2 separate regions of the Zea mays genome follow, and region 2 is linked to region 1. A link is a contact called in public Hi-C data. All regions are on one chromosome and are shown on one strand. Each heading gives the region's core, a stretch centred on a gene start, on an enhancer-like site or on the middle of the called end of the contact. The rest is flanking DNA. Distances are from core to core; before and after follow the strand shown. Region 1 holds the start of LOC103629864 (UDP-glucuronate 4-epimerase 1). Region 2 holds the start of LOC100193789.

The links. Hi-C and Micro-C count contacts between places; a contact is called where the count stands out from the background.
Region 2: a contact with region 1 is called in a Hi-C map of ear, with 2.4 times the contacts expected there. The contact joins the promoter of LOC100193789 here to the promoter of LOC103629864 in region 1. A contact is called at or near these places in 2 of 25 Hi-C or Micro-C datasets (ear and tassel).

The regions. Positions count from the first base shown.
Region 1 is chr6:118,712,671-118,717,809 of Zm-B73-REFERENCE-NAM-5.0, forward strand. LOC103629864 (UDP-glucuronate 4-epimerase 1) reads right to left here and starts at 2,082. Exons shown (of 1, transcript XM_008650954.3): 1 at 70-2,082. The coding sequence starts at 1,548. The coding sequence ends at 226.
Region 2 is chr6:118,972,351-118,977,489 of Zm-B73-REFERENCE-NAM-5.0, forward strand. It overlaps LOC100193789, which reads right to left and starts at 2,873. Exons shown (of 9, transcript NM_001138874.1): 1 at 2,549-2,873; 2 at 2,377-2,431. The coding sequence starts at 2,605.

The DNA of each region.
Region 1 (5,139 bases), core at 832-3,331:
GTTGGTTTTTTTGACGCTGAGAGTCGACGATAGCTTTTTTCGATAATGTTATTAGTTTTCTAAAGTTAGGAAGCTCGAAAGAAATCTTTAAAAAGCCGGCCCTCCGTTTGATCGTTCTGTCGCCGTCCCCTCCTCTTCTGTCCTAACCCAACTACAACAGCCAGTCAACACAATTTCCCCCACAACTTGTGTGGACCCAGACGAGAGTGGAAGGCACGAGCGACATCATGAGTTCCTGAAGGTATGCGTCCCACGGTTGTATCCGTAGTAGGAGAGGTACCACCTGACGAACTTCTTCAACCCCATCTCCAGGCTCGTCGTGGGCTTGTAGCCGAGCTGCTCCCGGGCCAGGCTGATGTTTGCGTGCGTGTAGGGCACGTCGCCATTGCCGGGCATCTCCACCACGTTCTTCTTGGCCTTCACCCGCAGGTACCTCTCCAGGATGGACACCAGCGTGGGCACCGTGACGGGCGACGTGTTCCCCAGGTTGAAGATCCGGTACGGCGCCGGGCCGCGCTTCTTGCCGCCGGTGCCGGTGCTCCGGCCCGCCGTGTCCAGCGACGCCAGGCAGCCGCGCACGATGTCGTCGATGTAGGTGAAGTCCCGGGCGAGGTCGACGCGGTCCCTGCCCCTGTACACCGTGATGGGCTTCCCCTGGAGGATGTTGCGGGTGAAGGAGAAGTAGGCCATGTCGGGGCGCCCCCACGGACCGTACACGGTGAAGAAGCGGAGGCCGGTGACGGAGAGGCCGTAGATGTGGTTGTAGGTGTGGGTGATCTCCTCGCCGGCCTTCTTGGTGGCGGCGTACAGCGACGCAGGCCGGTCGGTGCGGTGCGCCTCCGAGAAGGGGACGCGGTCGTTGAGGCCGTAGACGGAGGAGGAGGACGCCCACACGACGGCCGGCTGCGGGTCGGCGTCCTTGCAGGCCTCGAGGAGGGACACGAGGCCGGCGATGTTGGAGTGCACGTACGACGCCGGGTTCTCCATGGCGTAGCGCACGCCGGCCTGCGCCGCGAGGTGGAGCACGTGGGTGAAGGGCACCACGTCGAAGAGCTTGGCCAGGAGGCGGCCGTCGTTGATGTCGCCCTCCACCACGAACACGCCGTGGGAGCCCAGCAGCGCGCGCCGGGCCTTCTTCAGCGAGGGGTCGTAGTAGGAGTTGAAGTTGTCGAGGCCCAGGACGCCGTCGCCGCGCTTGCGCAGCGCCAGCGAGCAGTGCGTGCCCACGAAGCCGGCGGCGCCCGTGACGAGCACGGACAGCCCGGCGCCCTCCGCGGACCCCGGCGGCCGCCGCGGCGACGCCGACGCCCGGATCTGCCGCTCCCAGTGCAGCCCGCCCCAGGACGCCGCGAAGTAGCGGGAGGAGGTGTCCACGATGGAGTGGACGCTCAGGTACGTGGCCGTCATGGCCACCAGGAAGAGCGCCCACAGGAACATGGTCCCCGTGGACGCGAAGCAACGGTGCAGGTACCGGCTCATCGCCCCCGCCCGCTCCACCTTCACCTTCCCCGGCGTCGACGGGTACAGGTCCTCCTCCAGCACTCGCATCCTCCTCGCATGCGATCCACCTGTACTGCACTGCAGCCCACTCCGGCGGCCAATGCGCTAGCTAGGAGCTTTTGCAGCTGGTCTCGGTCGGTCTCGGGATCAAGCCGTCGATTCCACCTCTTGCTGGCTGCTACTCCTCTATATATGTGACGACGTTCTTGCATGCGCTTTCCTTGCAAGATCGTCTTCTCGGAGTTGGCATGGTGCACGACGATGAGCGGAGGCGGCCGGCACGCGCTAAGGGAACTAAGGAGGGGAGGAGAGAGAAAGGTGAGATGTTATAAATAGCCATTGTTGGCTTCGCGTGTTGTGTTTCCAGGGCTCGGCGATGTTGATGGAGGTCCCTGTAATTTAGCCCCGTCTATTTTTAGCTGCTGGAGTTGACACACAATGACACAATACTGCGCTCTTCTAAGCTCGGTCGCCTCGACGTAGATGCTTCCTCCTCCTCTCCTTCTGGCGGCAGCTGCTCTCGAGGAGGTTTGAAAGTGGCGTGACCATTAGGACCGTTTGCACACGGCAAAGGGCTCTCAGTGAAAAAAAAAATCGTCGGTATAGGACTAGAGATGTCCAAATGGGCCGCCCGGCCCGGCCCGGCCCGGGCCCGGTGAAGCTCGGCCCGTTTTGGGCCCGGCTCGCCAGGCACGGTTAGAAAACCGGGCCGGGCCGTCTAGGCACGCGGGCTCAATTCCCTGTCCGAGCCTGGCCCGCAGCGGGCCTAAACGGGCTATGCGGGCCGATAAGTACTTTTTAGTGTAAAAAAGCGGGCTTAACGGGCTTAGAGGTAAACGAGCCGTGCCGGGCTAGCCCACCATGCCTAGTTTCTTGTCCGAGCCCGGCCCGCTTATTCGTGCCGGGCCGGCCCGGGCCCGCATAGAACCAGGCCGTGCCGGGCTCAAACAACGGACTTCGTGCCGGGCTCACGGGCCTCGTGCTTATTGGACATCTATATATAGGACTTCTTGCCGACTGCTAAATCCAAACTTGGCAAATAAAAAGTGCCTTAATAGCGTGAGTGATGGTGATAGAGTCTTTATCGAGCGCCTGAGTTTGGCACTCAACAAAGCAAGTTCTAGGTAGCTCACACAACTTGTGTCAAGTGGTATGGTCAGTGCACTCGGCAAAGGTGGGAGCTTTGTTAAGTGTCTTGGCTTTGACACTTAGCAAAGGAAGTTTCCAGGTGTCCAGACAATGTGTCTTTTGTCGACTGCTCTGGACATTGCATTCATCAAGACACCTTTTGCCGAGTGCAACACTCACTACAGGAAACTAATTAACTTCCAAGAGCCCAAATCATCAGAAGTTAGCTACCAACTCTCGGAAGTTATGAGCACTATCGAAAGTTAAGTGGTGCCATCAGAAGTTAAGCTCTCGGAAAGTTTCGGTTGAAAGTTAGCTTAACTTCCTACAACTATCTTCGAAGTTAGCTAACTTACGACGGCTAACAGTGCCTCTCTAAAGTTAGCCTAGGTCTGACGTCGTCCGCGGGCCTGACACCATCAACCACTAACTTCCGACGACTCAGCCTCCTCTCTCAAAAGTTAGCTAACTCTAGGAAGTTAAATTGACCACCATTATAAATATTGTTTCTTTTTCAGTTTCCACCACATTCCACAACATTACACATAGAATAGCAACAACACCACACCACATTTCACATATAACATCTCACATACAATCACCATAAGAACAATAACAAAGACAATAATAGTCTTATCTATTTCATCACAATCACAAAGGTCACAATGCGGGTCTCAAAAGTGTCGAATCTCATCTCATAAGTCACAACTACAAGTAACAACAATATTAAATCTCACAAAAGTCACAAAAGTCTCATAGGTCACTGCTGTCGATCATCATCGGGAAACTCACACGAGTGATGTTCGCCACCACCACTGGCAGGCGGCGCTGTGGTGCTCGACGGCAGGGCGGCTGGCCAGGCACGGTGGCGTGATGATGGGCAACGTGGTGGCAACGGGCAGACGACCATAACGCCTTTAAGGATGTTCCTCCTTCAACCTTGCTAACAAAGAATAGTAGGTAAAGAATTACCGCACTAGGATGTTCCTCCTTCAACCTTGCTAACAACTATCTTTTGTATACTTCTTGTCTTGCTTAAATTTGTGGTCTGGGTATGCTCCCGCGTTTCTATGCATGGAAGACACGTCGTGTGTGGGTCTGCTGAAACCGCTTTCCCCGTCCCCTACGGAGCAGCGTGCTTGGGTTGTTGGGCTTCTGTCGCGGTGCATTTGGCACAAGCCTACTTGCCATGTCATTCGTTGCTATAAACAGAAGACATGGCGTGCCTGACTTTGTGTCATTATGTGGGTGACTGAGGCGCTCGCGCCCCGTGCGGGGCGCGGATTCACTGAGGACGGGTAGTAGATAGACGAATTGGATTAGATGTGATCGATGTGAAGAGAATGTGTCTTGTGGGCTATTTTAAATAATATAAGGGGTTATTTGTAAAAATATGACGCGGGACGACCGTCGAAACTAGTGTTTTAATATAGTAGAGACTAATTAGTTGTCCGTATATTGCTACGTTTTCTATATATCATATTGATAGACCTTGTTGAAATAAGATATTAATTCAAACATGATTATGTTTTTTATTTTTAATTAATTATTATGCATATATATTTTTACTATCCATCCTTGCATCATGTGGTGCCTCAGTGTCCAAACTTCATTACAAGTTTAGTTATACCAGAGACAAATGAGTGATGTTCAACAAAAGATATATATTTTTAGATCGAGTGATAACTCTCATTGATGGACTCCCTATGATGAGGTATTGTGGATGAGCTTGTAGTAGGGGTGGTGTTCTTTGATCAACCACTTGAGGGGAGGTTGTAGAACATCAACATCTTGAGCTTGTGTTAGTTGTGTCATTTGACCTCCCCCTCCACACACACACACATAGCTAGTCATAGCTTCTATGACCAACCAGACATAGCATGAGACATGAGCTCTAGCATGAGAACCTTCTTCTGACTTAGATGAGGAGGCACTTCTCATGTAGTTTGGACCACTCCACACACTTAACACCTTACACAATTGTGTCGGTCCCTCCATAGGACACTTAGGTTTTGTAATTTAGTGTGCTTGATGCTAAGGGAGAGTGGGGACAAGAAGTATGTGAGATAGGGGGAGAGACATAGACATGGACGGTGGATCTTGCTATCCTTATATGTTATACTCTCATGATACACAATTATGTTCATATGTTGCATACACATTTCCTTCCATGCATTGTATAATACTTTATGTTGTATGTGTATGGTAAGTTCTGACATGCGCTACTCTCATTGTATTTATATAGACACTTGTGCTTGTTTATACTCTTACTTTATACTTCATGCTAACGAGTTTTAATCATGTGCTTATTTTTAATCTTTCACTCTTATGGTACATGTTATGAACTTAGTTTGTATGAACTTGCACTAACATTTCATGTTTTAAATCTGCAAGTTCAAATGTATAGCCTCGTTAAAGCCACAGAAGGTTTGTATGGACTTTATGTTTTAAGTCACATAATCTTTACACTATTTAAACCGTACGTTAAATAGTGTCTGTGGGAATGACATG
Region 2 (5,139 bases), core at 1,623-4,122, 260 kb after region 1:
CCATAAAGCACACAAGATAAAATGACTAACTAAAAACTATATACTTTTAGCATCACTAATCCAAGTGGCAAGTTGCAGGATTTAAATAAAAATCAATGGTGGTGAATTAGTCATTAATATCCCACCAAGACCCTACAATGTCAAACCATCTATTACAATTGAATTTAGAAAGTCATAATAACTAAATAGTATTAACCTCTCTGTGAACACATATATCAATCACAAAAATCTACTATAACCCTTTTTCGTTAAGTATAAAAGGTAGAATGACTAACAAAAAACTAAACTTCTTGCACCAGTCATCCAAGAGGCAAGTTGAAGGTTATGAGTAGCAATCAATGGTGCTCGATTTGTTATAAATAGCCTAACAAGAACCTATAATGTCTAATAAAAAACTCGACCTGCGGGGGTAAGACAACCCCCGAGTATTGTATTAAGAAGAAGGCTTTCTCACACAGGTCGAGAAAATCCCCAAACCCCTGCCCCACTCATACACAACGGCATCGAAGCCCATGTGAGAACGACCGTGACCAGGGCCGAGCCTTAGACCTGTGCTTTGGCGTGGGACGGGCGAGGGGATTTTTTTAACCACAGCCTGAAATTCGCTCCCACGGGGAGTCGAACCCAGGACCTGAGGAGTGCTACTCAGACCACCTAACCAATTCAGCTAGAGGCCCTTTCGCTATAATGTCTAATAAAGTAATTGTATATTACTAGTAGACAGGTTGATGCGCACAACTAGCAGCCACCATCTACAAGATGCACAGTGCTAAACTGCTAGCTAATACTGTTGCACTTGACGATATAATATTGCCAGTGCAAACCCTGATGGTGACAAATATACATATAGACAAACTTTTGAAAATCAAGGAGCCATGTACAATAAACAGATCAGGCACTGTATCTCCTGTGACAAGATAAGGTGCAGCTGAACCAGATATCCAAATGATCATTTCATTGAGCAAATATCTATCAAATGCATCAAATACATATATATTGTACCACAAGTCCACAAGCGTGCCATGTAAACACCTTGATGTGTATGTCCTTGATTGGAAGTTTGAAACAGAACAATAGTCAAGTACACTCATGTTCCCTATTTTTAGAATTATTGTCACTGAACATGCAGTAGCAGTGACTCAGATCGTCCGACTAATCGCGATTAGTCGGTCTGATCAGTTTTAAGCACTCGATTACAGGAGTCGATTCGATCAGAGGAGCTGATCGTCCTTATCGTCCGACTAATCGTCGATATGGTGCGATTAATCGCCTTATTGGGAGATCAGCCAAACAACATAGATCCGGTCAGGGTAGTCCAACAGGCGCCTGGAGCCATTAATTAGTCTCTTCTGCTTCCCAGGCGCCTCTTCAAATTCCTGGTCGCCACTGGAGCCAATATGAATTAGCCACTTCTGCTTCCTAGGCACCTCTTCAGATTCCTGGTCGCCTCTTCAGCTTCCCAGGCGCCTGTATTTCCATCCTCTTCTATCTTCTATGTTCTCTGCTTAGTTAGCTCTCTCCCCCTCCCATTCTCTGTTTAGTATGCTGTCCTCGGAGGCTTGGACACACCTGTGACCTGTCTCACAGGCGGCTACCCAGGGGCTACAGATGAGCACCTCTTCTGAAGGTACCTTGACTCTCAATCTCAGAGTTCCAGATTGAACACTGAAGAGATCCATGGTGATGGACGAGTTTCAGACTTGCTGAATGCTGAGTTGCTAGTGATCTCTAATTCTAAGTATATTCTATATCTATACTCTGTAGTTCTATACTATATAAGTATATACTGTTATATACAATGTTATATATCAATATATAGTGTTATACACTTATACTGTCCTGGGCTCCTGGCGACCAGGTGGACGACTAGGGTCTATTAGGGGCGACTAATCGCCCTAAACGTCGCGCTAATCACGACTAATCTGCTGATCGCCCAGGCCAGAAGATCAGGCGATCTGAAATCCATGCAGTAGAATTTGGAATCTTGTTAATGTCTCTGCGAGGAACTAGTCTATATGAGCGAACAATATACTCAATTCAGCTCACTATACAGAACTAAGGCTCACATCTGACAATTTAAACTTTAAACAATAAATTGCAGGCAGCACGCACTGCTCAGAAACTGTAAGCAGTGAGCAGACGAGCTGAGCACATCACGCGGTACACGGAGCAACCACATGTATATAGAAATTCCCAAAACCGAATGAAGTGATTGCTAAACCAACATGATCTTGTGCGTTGCGCGTTATGATTATGCCTACACCATTGCTTCCGACAAAATCAAGCGCAATCAAACCCCGTTTGACTCCAAACATTAGCCAATCAAAAGGCGACGGATCGTATCTACGAGTAGTAGGGTTAGCTGAGGCTACTTACGCCACTCCAATATGTCGTTGGGCAGTGGGCGAGCCACGACCTGCGGCGGCGGTTCCTTTAATCCATCCAAGGCAAAAAAAATCAACCATTAGATAACGAACCACGACGAAGCCCAATCAAAACAACGCGCGCCAATCGACCACAATCGAGCCAGGAATCAAAGGGAGCTCACCTTACAGAGCGCATGGTACTCCTTCTGGAGCCGCTTCAGGCAGCCTTTCTCCGCCATGGCAAAACCCTACCCGCCTACACAGCGACCGCACCCGCTGAAACCCTAAAGCAATCCCCCCGCCCGCACGCCCGCCCGCCCGAACGCGCGGACCCGGACACCCAATTGGGGATCCGATCAAATCAAATCCAGCCCTGTCCCGTAGCTGATCAGGAGCGGCCAATCGTGCTTGCCAATCGAATCGGGGACTGCACGGGCGCCGATTTGGTGGAATCTCAGTCGGCTGGAAGGAGGAGGGCAGGGGATCGGGAGCGGATCGGCAGCCGCGTTCCCCGGTGCGAGGGGAGAAAGCCAACGGGTGGTGGTCTAGTACGTGGGGAATTTTTTTTCGGGGGGGCGCATGATGTGCTTGGAGATTCGAGCGTAGCCGTGTCCGGCGCGCGTAGATGTAGCTGGTTTGGTAAGCTACCCAACAGCACAGCAAAACACTATTTTACAGCGTTTATAAAGTTTGAAATAAAAGATAATCATGAGTAAAGTGAATATAACGGGTGTTTGGTTTGAGTAACAAGATTATCTTTTTTTTCTCATCTTTTATTTTTTATTTTGTTTGTGAAATAGAATAAGTTGATTCGTTACCACCTCATTTCTCGTAATGTAATAATTAGTATATACATGAAGAATGAGTTGATTCCACCAAAATTTATGGCATAAGCTCATGATGTATCACCTTATGAAGTATAAAGTCTGTTTGATTGGGTCGTGGCTGTGAAAAAAAAACTATTATGGTTGTGACCTGTGAGAAAAGCTGTTGTGGACCGTGAGCTGTCAAAAAAGTAAAAATTATTTGGTGGAAACCACTAAAATCGATAAAAGTTTTTTCATATATATTTTTACAATTCTATCCGAAAGCCACTAAAATCAGGTCCACAGCTGCTTTCAGTTTTACAGTGCGATAAAGTCGGCTTTTAGAAAAAAATGTTTTCTAAATCCAACCCTTTGGTTTAGTTTTTTATTTTTAGGGGGCAAAAATCGAAACAAAAAACAAGCCAAACACATTTATAGGTTGATTACCTAAACCAAACACACCATAAGATGGTTTGGAATAATTCTTAACTAGATCACTTCTCTAAATTATATAAGTTTTGATCACTACAACTATTCCTGCCGTATTCCGGGACAAACGAACAAGTGAGCGTCTCGGACTCTCGGTTATGGCTAGGGGTGGATAACGAGTCAGCTTGGCTCGGCTCGTTCGAGTTCGAGCTGGCTCGTTAAGCTAACGAGCCAGCTCAGCTCGACTCGTTAAGTTAACGAGCCACAGAGTCAGCTCGGCTCGTTTACGAGCTCGAGCTAGAGTAGAAAAAAATAAAAATATACATAATAATTAATTTTTAGTTAATTTTAAACTAATTTAACAATAGAAAATAATAATTATACTCATAGTTTCACAAACCACGTCAATATAACATCAAATTAGCACAATTCATCACTCATTAATTCACAATTCATGTATATGTTCGTCTGTTTAACCCATAATTATATTTGCATAGACCAAATTAGCACATAGACATAGTTCATTAATCATTAGTTTAATTCATAGGCCATAGACACCTCACATATATAACATGTTCATCAATTATTTTGTAAATGATATACATATAGTTTCGTTTTGCTGGAATATGGTAGCTCGTTTAGTTCACGAGCTGGCTCGTTAACGAACCGAGCTAGGACGTCAACTTAGCTCGTGAAAAAATTCAAACGAGCCGATTCGAACCGAGCTGACCATGAACCGAGCGAGCTAGCGAGCCACGAGCATTTCGTCTAGCCCTAGTTATGGCTGATGGCCGACGAAAGAGATAAGATGTCAACAGCAGAAGAGGCCTATGCAGATGTCGACCGTAGAAGAGGTCTATGCGGAGGTTTCGAGTATATAGCCAGCTAAAATGTGCGGGAAAAAAATCATCGTGGAATGGCAAAATAGTCATTTGGTGTATTCGAAGAGATATGTATATTCAATATTAGATTACACGAAATAAATTGAAATATAAATGTATCAAGAATTTCATATGCAATTATGAAGAGTGTCTCTAAGAAAGTTTGCTCTTGAAGGTCAGTTTAGAGACCTTTTAGAAAAAGTTAGGCTCGGATAGATAATTCTAAAAGGAGTCGATAAACATGTAGTCTAGGCTTAAATACAACCGTTTGCATCTCATATGGCCCATCTAAGCCTAAAACTACAAGGAGTTATATAGGTTAATACTAGATATCCCCTCCGTCTCAAAATAGTAGTCCTTTTATCTATTTATTTTTCTGTCTATGTTCAAATGGATGGTAATGAATCTAGATACATATACAAAACACTTATATTAAGTATTGTATAAATCCACTAATTCTTTAAAACGATTTTATTTGGGGCTTAGCAAGTATATTACAAGGGGCTCTACCTTCCTATATAATAAACTAGGTAGGTGCCCGTGCGTTGCGACGGCACATAAGTTATTGAGGTAGATCTATGGCTCCTCGTCCAAGTCGATGACAAACTATCGATGTTGCTAGACACCATCATTTGAGTAAGGATATAAGTATCCGGG